2 separate regions of the Zea mays genome follow, and region 2 is linked to region 1. Evidence: chromatin contacts called from public Hi-C data. All regions are on one chromosome and are shown on one strand. Each heading gives the region's core, a stretch centred on a gene start, on an enhancer-like site or on the middle of the called end of the contact. The rest is flanking DNA. Distances are from core to core; before and after follow the strand shown.

Region 1 (4,073 bases), core at 235-2,734:
ATCTAGCCTTCATATCCAAGAAGTAACGACGATCTGAATCAATTAATACCCAACTAGGAATTTCCAACCACACGATATATGTAGCACTTAACCCTTGCATATGTCAACCCGCACTCGGGTTTCTCAAGACCAGAACGGGTTCCCTCCACCCGAGAATACGATACCCCACCATCTAGCCTCTTGCCAAGTGGGTACACGTTACTCTCGCCATCTCCCACGCTCATTGCAGGCGAGCTGTTCTGGTATTGGTCCGGTCAAGGCAAAGCTCACCCATGACGAGCTAAAAGGTCCTAGATCAATAGGCCAACAATCGGAGCGGTGCTTAAACGACACAGATGGGCGACCTATCCGGCTCAACGTGTGGTCTCAAATTTTAAACTTATACTCCAAAACCTAGTACCTGATAGAGGCACCCTACTTGAATAATGAATTCATCACTGTGAGTGATGCCTTCATTATTGCAAGTTTTAGTTTTCTAAGCAGGGCTAAGCATTATTAGTTCTCTTTATAAAATAGGTATCAAGTAATGGTAATCAATATTACAAGGGAAGAAATGCATCAAATGTTTCACCACACAACTCCTATCATCTAATGCATCATATAAGGTGATAAAATTTTTAAAAAAATAAGAAAGGGGCAAAGGCACCGAGGCTTGCCTTGATGAGGAGGAGAGTTAGACTCTTCTACAAGAATATCATAGTTAGCTACGTAGCCCACTAGAGCACCTTCAGGAGGACGCTCAGAAAGAACTTCAGATTGAGCAGTTGATTTCTCTTCCACTTCAACTTCAACTTCGTCTAGGTGTTCTACAAGTCAATTGTAGATATATGAATGCTTATGTAATGATATGAGATGCAAACTGTCTTAATAGAGAGGTGGGAGGAACATAAGCATAACTATTTGAAGCATAAGACACACATATATATATTTCTACATAACATAAAACTTGATGAAGGTAACATAAAACTGAATCTACTTAGAAATATCAGAGAGCTAAGCATGTTTGAACTTACAAAACCCTTTATACCGACAAACAACATTGTCTAACTCCTTTTAAACATACACTAATACTAAGTTTAGCGATTAACTCTTTCATTTTTGGCTACCTTTAGGTTTTTAGCCAAACCAATTCCAAACAGGTTCAAAATTTACCCTGAGACTAAAATGGACATGCAAAGCCTACCCAAACAATTTCATAATTTTTGGAGCTCAGAGTTTATTTTTAAAATTCATATAAGTTCGAAAGAGACACCTTTTTAATTACTAAGGATTTCTAACTGCTGAAAAAACTTAAAACTAACTTTAACAGAGAACATATAAGGTTATGAACATAACAAAAAAATTCGTATTTTTGGCATTTTTCTACAATTTCTAACAGATTTCTAAAAGATTTTTCCACGATTTCTAAAACAAGGAACAGTTCTGGGCCCAAAGCAAGGAACCCGGCCCACAACACCTGGAAGCCGGCTCCGACCGACAGCCCACCTCGCGCACACCGGCGAGGAGCAGTAGGATCGGCAGAAGCAGGCTGGTGCATGGCAAGCTCCACCGGCGACAAGTTTATCCGAACCCGAGTAAATATCCCGGCGAGGAGATGTGTTTTACACTCATTTTACAGTCCCAGCCCGAATCACAGCGCCCACGGCCCACATCACACCGGCGGCGAGGTGCATTGCACCTGCGTGAACTGAATCAAATTCAGTTAGCTGAACTGAATGTGCAGACACCCTCCCCGACTGTCAGGGTGACTTTGAGCACAATTTAATCCCGATTTCATATAGCACTACACTTACTTATCTTAACAGAAGCTGTTCACCAAATATAGCTCTACTATTATACTGCAGCAACTCAAGGTCCAGGAGCCAAGGATCAAAAGTTACAGGCCCCAAGTTGAACAAGGTTCAGTTCTCTGAATCTGAAACCTCACTGAATTCTTCTTCTTTAGATGACTGAAACCAAGGACCTGACAGTGAATGTTTTGGGACAGTTTACTCCAAACTTTGTACAGCACCAAGCCCCACTTACTTAAGAGAAGCTATTCACAATTTTATGGCTTTCATTTTGCTATAAAATCCTTAACCCAATTCTCCACGGATTAGGTACCACAGAGCTCCAAAGTTGGGCAAGAAGAAAACTGAAACTGCATTTCAGCTTACTGAACCAAACTCAGAAAACTAGTCTGACAGCACAATTTAGCACACATTTTTCTCCAAGTTCCAAATGGTTTTTGAGTTACAATGCTTAACCAAAGTTACTCTCCTACTACAGCACTACAAGACTGCTTCAGCTACCGTCAACTGAGGGCCCATGGATTAAAAGTTATAGTGCTCCAAAGTTGCATCGAAAGCACTAGAATTCAGATTCAGTTGACTGCACTAAGTCTGAAATCCAAAGTCGACATCACATATTTGGACACCGTTTTCACCCAGTTCCAAGCAATTTAAAGGGCATGACCTTTAATAAGACTTACACTCCTACTGTAGCTCTACCATCTTGCTATAGTGAACAAACTTCCAAGGGCTTATGGATTGAGAGTTACAAGGGCTCAAAGTTGGCTCATTGTCAAAGTTTTTCAGAAATCCAAAACTGACCAAATCTGAATTTTGCAAATTACTCCAGATTTCACTACAAAACTTGAAAATCTCTAGAAATGAAAGTTGTTGTCACACCCAGATTTAAGGGCAAATCAGACCGCATCTCAAATGTGTGCTAGGATCAAGTTTCACACATATGATGACTCATAGTACAAAAATCAATGTCACATCTTTATTGCATATATGGGTTCTATACAAAATAACTAAATAAATACATCATGTAACGACAATGATCCCTATAACCATAGTTGACTGAGAGGCGACAGTCTAAACCTCTCCGAACTCATCGTAACATCCTTCGCTCCTCATTTTGCGGCACTTGTTCTTGACCTGGTGTGAGTTTAGCAAGAGTGAGCTCACATACGTTCATCGCTCAGCAAGTGTGGGTAAAAGTGTAGTGTAAGACTTATCAAGGAGAATGATTAAGGCTGAGCATTGTTTTTATTAAGTTGGTCAAAATTTTATTAGCATTTAATAAGTATATACCAACCCAATTAAGTAATTGATTATGATTAATAATGAATCCCACAATGCCATGTAAATGACAGATTAAATTTAATTTCATAAATTATTCATGTGAGGGTTCGAGCCGCTCATGACTGTGAACACGTCTGATATATCAGTTTTACGTTCTACAGAGGTGGCACATCTTTATCCACAAGTCGCGTAAAAGTTAAGAGAACTTTGCATCCAACCACGCCTGTGCCGGCCAGCACAATACCACACTACTGAGGTGTGGTGGCATAAGGACACTACGAGGCCTTTACAAAGTTCCACTAGCATGAGGAAACCCGCTACAGTTTCAGGACGAAGAAAGCATATGCTTTTTTTCACAATCTGTAATCCCATCGCAGTAATTACAGCCAGCACTATGCTCTGTAGCGACGCTTAGCCGCTTGCCCCTTCGTGATAGAATTTCTCACACTAGCTTTACTAATTAATTGGCCAAGACCAGAGCCATATAGTTCTTATGGTTGCACTATTGTCTCGGGTGGTCGCTCCATGTTCCAATTAAACAATATGATCTTATCATGTATCGTAATAAAGCCAACAATAATAAATAATAATGGAACATTAGCGTTATTCAAAGGTAGTATTAACCCAAAAATCAGGTAGAACAATAGCAAGACTACCCAATAATTTATTAGTTTGCAAGGTGTAGGGTAATCAAACTAGGCAACCTATTAGGTCCCATAAGCTTGACCAAACTGTGCCACGGTAATTAACAAAACATTATTAGGTTAAAGAAAGTGATCAAGGACATAACTTACCTTTTTGGTGCAACTCTAAATAATTCTCCAATTTGGTCTTCCGGTTTCTCGAAACCTGGCTTCTACTCGCAGCAATACATATAGATAGACATGTAATCACTACAGTAAACGGAAGAATTTCCGACGGTTTTAAGCCGTCGGACATAAGCTTTGGACCGTCGGAGATAGGTTATGTCCGACGGCATTAACCTATCTCCGACGGTTTTAA
Region 2 (4,244 bases), core at 1,682-4,181, 91 kb before region 1:
GCAGTGTATACCAAATTGTCAAAGGACTATCCCGAGTCAATTCAGTGACTATAAGTATTTACAATTCCGAGTGATGTATGCGACACAAGCATATAGGTCCTAGATAGAACGAGTAAAGTGGTTCGACAGGAACACACTATGGTTTTCACACCAACATAGTGAAAAAATTCTCAGAATAACCTCTCGGTATACTCGCAACTTCGTGTTGCTGGCCATTACATGTCCTTTTATCTCATAGTTTGCTTCATGTCATTTAGCGACAAAGAGAGCAATGTGCTAACATCTGGTTGAGCAATGTATGGCTGAGATTTAGTTTTAAATCATTTGGTAAGGCCTTTTGCTTACTAATAGAATCCCAATTTGTGATGTCTTCTATGCCAAAATGGCTTTCATGCATTATATTATATATCTTCGGGTTACTTCGGGTAAAACTTTATGCATGAGGAGAGAGCAAAGAATTAACTTATCTGTGTTTCATTGTATTTCAATTTAATTTCCCAGATTTCCAAGCACTATAGAGCTTGATATAATTGTTAAGGCCACTTGGCGATATATATAAATATATGATGTCACACAGCACAATCAAATAAAATATAGAGCCAAATAAAATTGTTTACGAAGGTTGCGTTATGATGTAACTTTAGGGGCTTGAACAACCCACCACAATCTACGTGAGTACAAGCTCTATTGTATCTGGAGTCAACGCGTGGGCGACCATCAGGGCTACGACAACACAACAAGCCTTTGTAATAAGTACAACAGGCAAAATTATTACTCGGTAATTGGGGTACACGATAAATCCACGCAACGTGTGCACCAGGCGCAATCGTGGCTCGATGATCACGGCAGACAGAAAGTTCCTACAGGGCATGCGAAAAATACGCGACTCCGCGATGGCGGTTCGACTCAACGGGAGTTGTCCGATTAAACGAGAGTGCTACATAGCAATCACATGACGCAGCCAAGTTCGTACGACACAAATACTGCGTCGTGTTGCCAGGGCGCAGCCAATGCCAAAACTCAGCTGTTTAATAATTTAGCCTGATCGGCATGTCCGGGTACCCACGATACAATTCAATCGCTCGACGTGAGTTCAAAAGCTCAACGCAACACAAATATTTAGAGCGATTTGAGTATACACAATATAACCTTCACATGCATTTTAATAATTTTCTGCTAATTATTTACTACGGGAAATAATTATTAATGCAGAAAAAAATGAACACCATAATTAATATATGAACATAACACATCATATATAAAAGACATTTATCCATTTTTAAGTATGTATTTTTAACCAATTATTTGCGACAGTCATAATTAATAAAGATAAAAAAACATGCGTAATTCGTCACTTCAATGAGATATTAACCGCTCATTGGTTGCTATTTTTTTTCTTTTAGCTACACAAAATAGCATTTAACTAGCCAAAGGAATGAGATTACATGTAGCCATGCACATGACTCCGTCCACAGCTCCTGGGACCCACTCATAAATACAACGCTTTGTACGGAAGCGATGTGCATGCCAGCAGGTACGAGTGCTAAACTGCTACACATGCAAACGCCAACTGCTACTCATTTTTCTTTTTCGTTTTTAACTTTTTTCTTATCTTTATCTAACTCATGCAAACGCTAACCGTACTCATGCAAACTCATGCAAACGCAGTCGCTCTTGTCTGTTATCCCATCCGCAAGAAGCGGACTCCGCGCTCCGCGGACGCCAATAACCACTAGCACAGTCAACAAGTCATGTGAAGTAGCGCGCGGCTAATGGCGTTCGCACGACCTCAGACGTGGCGGCGCGAGGGCACGACCTCCGGCGTGCAGAGCGGCTGTCAGCGCTCAGCGCGTGGGAACGACCTCCGGTCTCCGGAGTGTAGAGCGGCTACGGGCGCGCGGCGGTCCCGGCGCTGGCGTGGCTCTCAGCGCGTGGCTGGCACTGGCACGTGCGCACAGGCACGGCCTCTACAAGTGCGGGGAGTCTGAGTCGAGCCTTACATGAGATGGTGGGGCAGCGACGAGATCCCCACCGGGACAAGCAGGAGAGCGGGGAGACGAGCGTTTGGCTAAGCGAGATCCCCACGAACAGTAGATAAAATAAAATCATACCGTTCGACTGTGTAAACGGAGAATCGAAGCCTGTCGCGTAGGACAGTTCGGCTAGGCCGATGACCTGCCGGCTTGACGGAGAGTTGATGCAGATCTGATCTCGCAGCAACGTCGAGATAGAGCGTGCTGATAACGTGTTGAGAACTACGTTACCACGGATCACCAGATCCGCTCCCTTCCCTCCCGTCAGCAGTAGAGGCGCAAGAAGTTGTAGAGTACTCGTCTCCCTTCCCATAAGCATGACAGAGAAAACACACGAGACACGATGTAGGGTTGGGCCTCTGGCCTCTTTCTCTTCTCTGTAATATGAAGGGTTGTACAGGTTCCTTATATAGAGATGTGAGACCCCTCAAGGGCAAAGCAGGTATTTGCCCATATAACCCTAACTAGGGTTACTTAACAATGGATACACAAGAGGTCAAGACGATAACATCACACGTCACATCATCAATTTGCCGCCACTTGAAGCGATCGAAAAAGCAGATAAGCTCACGTGCAGGGAAAAAAATACTAGTACCTGAAATAAATAATTAAAAATCGCGCACGTTGTCCTCACTACTGGGAGTGTTGAGTGGAGTGGGCTTTTTACCTTCGTGCGGTTGGGCTGCCAGGCCGGCCCCACCACGGGATCCCTTTCCGTCCTTCCCTCACGTTTTTTTGTTTCTTTCCTTCCCTGTTGGGGTCGTTACGCGGACGGGGAGACCGGGAGGAAAAGCGGAGCTCACGCGTCCGCTCCGACATTGCTGTACAAGGCCCCACACGTCAGCGTCAAGGGTCGGAGCCTATAAAGAGGCTCGAGAGAGACGAGCAAGCAGGCAAGCTCACTCAAGGACAAAAAAAAAAAAACAGAGCGCAGCATTGGAGGCGAGGAAGAGCTGTCGGCCGGAGATGGACAAGTACTGGGAGGAGACGCAGCGCTACCTGGAGTACGAGGAGCTCAGGTACGAGTACGAACTACGAACGAACGAACCACCAAGTCCGCGCGCCGCCGATACAATGCGCGCGCCGACCGAGCATTCATTCATCTATCCATTCCTCCGTCGGTGGTGGTTGCAGCATCTACTTGGAGGCGCAGGAGGACGCCATGTCTTGCTACGACTCCAGCTCGCCGGACGGCTCCATCTCCCACTCGTCGTCGTCGGCGGCGGCGTGCGGCAACAAGAACATCCTGATGGAGCGCGACCGCCGCCGCAAGCTCAACGACAAGCTCTACGCGCTCCGCAGCGTCGTGCCGAACATCACCAAGGCAAGCGGCGGTCACGCACTCACGCTGCGACCGACCGACGGTCGTCTGTCCCGTCGTCGTCCGTGCTCTCGGCATTATATTATATTGCATGCATGCAGATGGACAAGGCGTCGATCATCAAGGACGCCATCGAGTACATCCAGCAGCTGCAGGTGGAGGAGCGGCGGGTGCTGCAGGAGCTGCGCGTGCTCGACGACGACACCGCCGCCGCCGCCACCGCGCAGGTGGAGTGCTGCGACGTCGACGGGGGCCTGCTGCGACGGGAAGCCGAGCGCGCGAAGAAGATGAAGCGCGCGCAGTCCGTCGCCAGCGGCGCGCAGTCTGCTCCGCCTCCGCCCCCGCCGCCGCACGTCGAGGTGCTGGAGCTGCGCGTGTCGGAGGTGGGCGACCACGTGCTGGTGGTCAGCGTGACGTGCCGCAAGCGACGCGACGCCATGGCCAGGGTGTGCCGCGCCATCGAGGACCTCCGGCTCCGTGTCATCACTGCCAACGTCACCTCCGTCGCCGGCTGCCACGTGCACACCGTCTTCGTCGAGGTACGTCGCCGGTGGCATGGCATTTGGCATCACATGGGATCGGGATACTCTGTTTTTTTTTCTCCTTTTTTCATCCTTGACGATGGATATGACTGACATGACATGGGCGTCGTGCTGATGTCACGGGCCGGCCGAATACGTGTTGACACTGACGCTGACTTTTACCACGGCAACACCCACTGTTCACTACGCCTTTTCGTTTCCGGTTTTCAGTGTGGAAATGGAAATCTGGATAGTCACGTGCTCGATCAGTCGATCGGATCCCCACATTCACATGGCATACATAGCTCGCACGTGCTTCAGATGCAGGATTGGGAAAGAGAGAAGAAGCTGGGGGCTGAGGATCTCTCC

The links. Hi-C and Micro-C count contacts between places; a contact is called where the count stands out from the background.
Region 2: a Hi-C map of leaf shows a contact between it and region 1, with 10 times the contacts expected there. The contact joins the promoter of LOC100281107 here to the enhancer-like site in region 1. A contact is called at or near these places in 4 of 25 Hi-C or Micro-C datasets (ear, leaf and an unstated tissue).

Annotation. Positions count from the first base shown.
Region 1 is chr10:107,787,427-107,791,499 of Zm-B73-REFERENCE-NAM-5.0, reverse strand. No RefSeq gene overlaps it. Among protein-coding and RNA genes, the nearest start is that of LOC109943022, 52 kb to the left of the region's middle. Within about 2 kb of position 1,484, at least 8 of the 20 cell types and tissues checked have an H3K27ac peak or open chromatin away from gene starts, as enhancers often do. A contact at or near this core is called in ear and leaf, where this site is marked.
Region 2 is chr10:107,880,176-107,884,419 of Zm-B73-REFERENCE-NAM-5.0, reverse strand. It overlaps LOC100281107, which reads left to right and starts at 2,931. Exons shown (of 4, transcript NM_001371991.1): 1 at 2,931-3,052; 2 at 3,168-3,357; 3 at 3,456-3,893. The coding sequence starts at 3,000.